2 separate regions of the Sus scrofa genome follow, and region 1 is linked to region 2. A link is a contact called in public HiChIP or PLAC-seq data. All regions are on one chromosome and are shown on one strand. The core of a region is the stretch at or near the end of the contact, and the rest is flanking DNA. Distances in the headings are between cores, read along the strand shown. Region 1 has its middle 7.5 kb from the start of SOWAHA. Region 2 overlaps SLC22A5 (solute carrier family 22 member 5).

Region 1 (2,849 bases), core at 269-2,768, 460 kb after region 2:
CACTATTATGTGACAAATTGTTGCCATTTTATCATTATCAATATTAACTGAACATACAGCTATCACCCAACAGATGAGGACACAGCATCTTGCTCCTGGGAGCTTGAGCTACTGAGAGAAGAGGTAGATGAAAAGAGACCTAAACCATCCAAGTTTTCATCTAGCGCTGCTAGTAATTTATTGATGTTTAGTCAGGTAAGAAAAACCAGTACTGTTGATGAGTTCTTGGCCAGACCACACAACCTGAGAAGTACAGTTCATCTTCCTGCTTTTTGCTTATCGTTCAATGTCACCAGTTATTACTCTGGGGACTGTTAATAAAATTGTTTGATATTTACTTAGCGGATAGTCTCAAAGCAGCAGGCAAGCAGATCTTCTGAGGACCTGAAACCAGCCCTTTGGCTGCCTGCCCCCCTCCCCTCCCACCTGGGCAGCTCCCTCAGTTAGGCAGACCTCAGCTAGACTCCTCCCCAACACGCCCTCCAGAAGGAAGGGTCTCAATCAACCTTGCAGTCTTTTGTATAACTTGCTTCAAAGTATCCTATTCTGAGCTTTCCCTTACTGAGCTCTTAGAAACACTGAACAGGAAGCTGGAGAAACTGACATGAAAGGATTCTTTGCACCTTTACCCAGGATGCTGAATGGAAGGCAAGTTACACAGGGTGTACCAGTACCACAGGCGTTTAGGAAAGAGCTGAGCTATTTCTCCTTGTCCATCTCTAAAGCCAGGTGCTGCTGGGGATTTCACAGGGCCAAATGTTTGGTACTGTCATCCCCAAGCCCATCTGAACGGGTAACCGTCATGGCTTGCTGATTGGTCCATCCTGACCCAGGTAGGGACTCTACGATTAAGGAAATGGTTAGAACAGCAGTTCGCAGGCCCCTCAAACTAAGCCCTCCTAACATAGACACTGACCCAAGTAAAAGACCCATAATGTCCCTCTGGGGGTAAAAAAAAATTTTTTTTGCTTTTTAGGGCCACACCCGAGGCATATGGAGGTTCCCAGGCTAGGGGTCTAATCAGAGCTGTAGCTACCGGCCTGCGCCACAGTCATAGCTACGGCAGCTCCGAGCCACATCTGCAACCTACACCACAGTTCACATCAATGGCAGATCCTTAACCCGCTGAGCGAGGCCAGGGATCGAACCCATAACCTCATAGTTCCTAGTTGGATGCATTTCCACTGCACCACAATGGGAACTCCCCCCCCACCCCACCGCAAAAGAAAATCTTTTAGGTCATAACTAATCTATGAAAATAAAACAGGCCAAGAATGGATGACTGAAGGCAGCCAAGGATGTCCTCATGCTTCACCTGGCCAGGACACCATGGACCTTTCCAGGTCTCCAGGGACCAACTCCCCTGTTCCCTACCTAGCAAGCAAGCAACCATCTGAGGAATCAAAGAAGCAGCCTGAAAACTGACTCACAGATAGGAAAACTCAGTTTATAACAGAGGCAAAGGCTCTGACATGTGTCACTAAGATTTAGAAATAAAGAAAAGTCCCTTTGACCTCAGAGAGGACTGGGCTTCACAACTTAGAGGCATGAGGAAAAAAAGAGGCCCCTCTTGCTTCCCCTGGGCTGGTAAGCAAGAACAAAACATGATTTGTTCCAGAAGTCATGACTGCAAAAGCTTGATATGTGGACAAAGTCCCTTTACAGCCGTTCTGAGCAGCCCATCCCCCTCGTGTCCCTGGAGCTCCTGCCCACTGGGGCCCCAGACACTCATCCTCCTCCTTCTAGATAACTAGGCATTGGTGAGACGGCAGGGGGCAGAGGAGGCAGGCTGTGGTGGGCTAAGCCTAATGGGAGGGGCCAGCAGGCAGTTGCAAACATAAAGCATCCTCTATGGCTCTCTGCGGGGCTCAGGCCTGGGGTTCAGAGAAGAGTGTCGGATGGAACAGGCAATGTAATATAACATAACCACGTAACACAAAAATATAATATAGTTGTAGAGGGCTTTAATTTTTTATTTCTTTAACAATATGGCTTTGAACATGCAAAGGGCCTCCTTCTAGCCTGACCGCCTCCAGATTTAAGTTAATGAGACAGGAACAAAATGTCCTGCCTATTGCTCTCTCTCTCAGTGTTCAAGACACATTATAGAATTTTACCCTTGCTATAAATATCATTCTCTATTTGATTTTCCTAATGTTTACGGGCAAACTGCTGGGTCACTGGAAAAATTGATTCAATGGCCTCACTGGCAGCAGGGCACCCAGATTTAAAAGCAGCCTGGGGAACTGGATGTCACTGGCATCCTCATCCTAATATTTGCTCAAAGCATAAGCTAATCACTTAAAATAGTAAAGCGGAAGATGTGCAGATGCAAAGGTAGAAAAGTTTAAGCCAGATTTTTATCTGAGGACTTTCTCCCCTTCTTTGTTGATTGAGCATCCAAAACATCCATTTTAAGTGATGGTGATCTAATTTTGCACAGTAAATGAGCACAGGCTTTGGAATCGGACAGCCTGGGGCTCCAGTTTGGGCTCCGCCAATTATTAACTCTGACCTGAGGCACAATTCTTTGTAAAGCTCAGAGCCCGGAGCCTGTAAAGCGCTGTCAATAAACTTCGCTTGTATCAGCAATTCGGTACAAGCAAAGTATTTAATCCCTTGTCTATTCTCAGGGATCACGGTCAGAATGAGTTCAAACTACATAAATTAATAATGATCTTTAACAGGGAAATCTCCTTCCTCCTCCCCTCAGAGAGAGAGGGGGCAGAACAAAAGTCCAAGCAGGAGTTCCCATCATGGCTCAGTGGTTAATGAATCCGACTAGGAACCACAAGGTTGCAGGTTCGATCCCTGGCCTCGCTCAGTGGGTTAAGGATCTGGCATTGCTG
Region 2 (2,700 bases), core at 195-2,694:
TTAACCCATGCTTGCTTTTTGGAGGGTCCAAAGCCAGGCCGTTAGAATTATTAAGAAATGTTGGCGAGTTCCCATTGTGGCTCAGCGGTTAACGAACCCGACTAGCATCCATGGGGACGTGGGTTCAATCCCTGGCCTCACTCACTGAGTTAAGGATCTGGCATTGCTGTGAGCGGTGGTGTTGGTCGCAGATGCAGTTCAGATCCCACATTGCTGGGGCTGTGGTGTAGGCCAGTGGCTACAGCTCCAATTCAACCCCTAGCCTGGGAACCTCCATATGCTGTGGATGCAGCCCTAAAAAGACAAAAAGACAAAAAAAGAAAAATAAGAAAAGACATGTCAGTGGTGGATAGAGACCGCAGTGACTTCAGGTAGTTACCCACTTGCCTGAGTAAGGTCCAGGTGGTGGGAATGAGGCTGTGGGAGCCGGAGAGATGCTCTGGGGACCTTTCCCAAGAGGTGCTACAGGCACCTTGTTTCCTGCAGAGCATAGACTGACCTGGTTCCAGGTGGCACCTGGCCTTGCCAGTCCAGAAGTCCCTAGAAGCCTATATGGAGAGACTTGACGTGGTGTGAGGCTGGGGATAGTTCTACCCCACGACTCATTGCAGAAACCCCTGTGGACGTCCCATCCAGTATTTCAGCTATATCAGTCCCTAACCCTCATGACAGACCTATTGGGAAGCAGCTGCTAATTCTCTTCATTTTGATTATCTTTTGATTATTAGTAATGCATGCTAGCTGGGAATAGTTCCCATCATATTCAAAAGTGGCAATAGCCTTAATCTGGCCCTGAAGCTCTGCCTGACAGCAGAGGCTGGCACCCTATCACCTAGTCCCTCAGCTCTGCCTCCCTTGCCACTCCCATCCTGACTTCAGCAGCTGTGTCCAGGCAGGGGCTGCCCTAGGAGCACTCTGAGGCTGCAGAGGTGGGAAGGCTCGCATAGCCTGACCATTCAGGCCGTGGTGCTCTTTGCCTGTCTCCTGCCAGACTGGGCTTCCTCTAGATTTAGGAGTTGGTGACCCCCGCCTTTTCCCTGCACTGGGGATCAGCACCCCATCCTCGGGCCATCCAAGGTACACGATTGTTCTAGAGCAGAGAGCCAGCTGTGTGGCTGAGTGATCCTTATCATCGGCTGCGACGGTACTTCATGTCCACCCTGAGGGCTGCCCTCTGACCCCCTCTAAGATGCCTGGAGGCTATGTGCACACACTGCCCAGCTGGGCCCAGAAACAGACTGGTTTTTTCTCTCTGGGTCTGGCCTGGAAGAGATGCAGGCTCTATGGAGGGCAGGCTCACTTTCTGGCACCAGACAAGCCAGGGTCTAATTTCCCGGGAAGGTGGCCTTCTTGATTACTGCTGAGCGCCATCTCTCTCTTCTGGGAAACATCTTTCTGGGAACCACCAAGCTTCCTGTTTTGGTTTTTCTTCCTTCTTTTGGCCCTTGTTAGGCTGGAATAATCTAATGTCTGAGTGTTCAGGTGGTTCCCCACCCACAGACCTCTCCATGCTGACTGTGGATGGAGCTCCACATTGGGTCCTGAGAAACTCAAGCACTGCGGCCCATTCCCTGTCTGAATCACTGTTTCGCAAATGGGGAAATTAAGGCACAACGAGGGGAAAGAGCTTGTCTAAGGTGGAATGACAGTAGGGTAGAAGTTAAAACTCAGTTTCTTAACTCCTTGTTCAGAGCTGTTGGCTGTCATTGGGCCTAGTGTTGGCGCAGCATCCAGGATCCCAGCTCTAAATGTCAGCAGAAGGACCCAAGAGTCATTGGCCCAGAGTTAGGGCCTGAGCAGAGCTGAAGGAACAGATTCAGATGGTACATACCATGCTCTCTGGCCTCAGACCTTCGCTGGATGCCTTGACTCTTAGAGCCACTGAGCCCTGCTCCAGAACCGCTCCTGTGCCATCCCTGCCAATGGCCTAATCCCCAATGAAATGAGCCCACAGTCCTGGGCTCAGCCCACATCCTTAAGAGCAACCGTGAGAGACCTCACCTCCTTCTGAATTGGTACATAGGTGAAATATTTACTCCCTGCCTTTCTCCCCTCCTTGAATTGGTAGCAAAATAGTGGAGCTAAAAGCTCTTACAAATAGGAAGGCGAGCAAGGCCAGTCTCCCTGCAAGGAGACCCCTGCTTTCTGCCTCGTCACCTGATGAGCCTTCACTTGCCTCAGTGAGCTCACACACCCTTGCGGTGGTGTAAAGAGAGCGTGTGGGGAGGCAGGATATTCCAATTTCATTCAACAAGAAGCCTTACATTTAAAACATTTTTTAAAAGAAGTGAGTGATACATCCCTCTGCTCCTCTTTCAGTGGAACCTGGTGTGTGAGGACGACTGGAAGGCCCCGCTCACGATCTCCTTGTTTTTCGGGGGTGTGCTGGTGGGCTCCTTCATTTCGGGGCAGCTCTCAGACAGGTAAGGTGGCTGTCTATCTCCTGCAGCTGCAGGGGACCCCAGCCCTGAGCAAGGTAGTGTCTCCGCCCAGAGCCTTGTATTTTTAAAAAGGGAAGGCCCAGAGCCTTGTATTTTTAAAAAGGTATACACTCCATACCAGGCAAAAAAAACCAGCAAGCTCCTCTCCCTAACACTTGCTGAGCAGAACGACCTCAGCCAAGTGTATCCATGATCTAGTTGACCAGGAAATACGCCCCACTTCTCCTCTACACTGGCTGGCCGGCCTTCTCTTCAAGAG

Evidence for each region. HiChIP or PLAC-seq counts read pairs in DNA pulled down with a chosen protein or histone mark.
Region 1: a contact with region 2 is called in an H3K27ac HiChIP or PLAC-seq map of alveolar macrophages. The contact joins two enhancer-like sites. A contact is called at or near these places in 1 of 5 promoter capture datasets (liver), 4 of 47 Hi-C or Micro-C datasets (alveolar macrophages, embryonic fibroblasts, mesenteric adipose tissue and 1 more) and 1 of 2 datasets of contacts at active chromatin or transcription factors (alveolar macrophages).

What each region holds. Positions count from the first base shown.
Region 1 is chr2:135,130,388-135,133,236 of Sscrofa11.1, forward strand. No RefSeq gene overlaps it. Among named protein-coding and RNA genes, the nearest start is that of SOWAHA, 7.5 kb to the right of the region's middle. Within about 2 kb of position 1,519, at least 8 of the 83 cell types and tissues checked have an H3K27ac peak or open chromatin away from gene starts, as enhancers often do. A contact at or near this core is called in alveolar macrophages, where this site is marked.
Region 2 is chr2:134,666,572-134,669,271 of Sscrofa11.1, forward strand. SLC22A5 (solute carrier family 22 member 5) reads left to right here. Exons shown (of 14, transcript XM_021085423.1): 2 at 2,320-2,423. Among named protein-coding and RNA genes, the nearest start is that of SLC22A5, 7.1 kb to the left of the region's middle. Within about 2 kb of position 1,445, at least 3 of the 83 cell types and tissues checked have an H3K27ac peak or open chromatin away from gene starts, as enhancers often do. A contact at or near this core is called in alveolar macrophages, where this site is marked.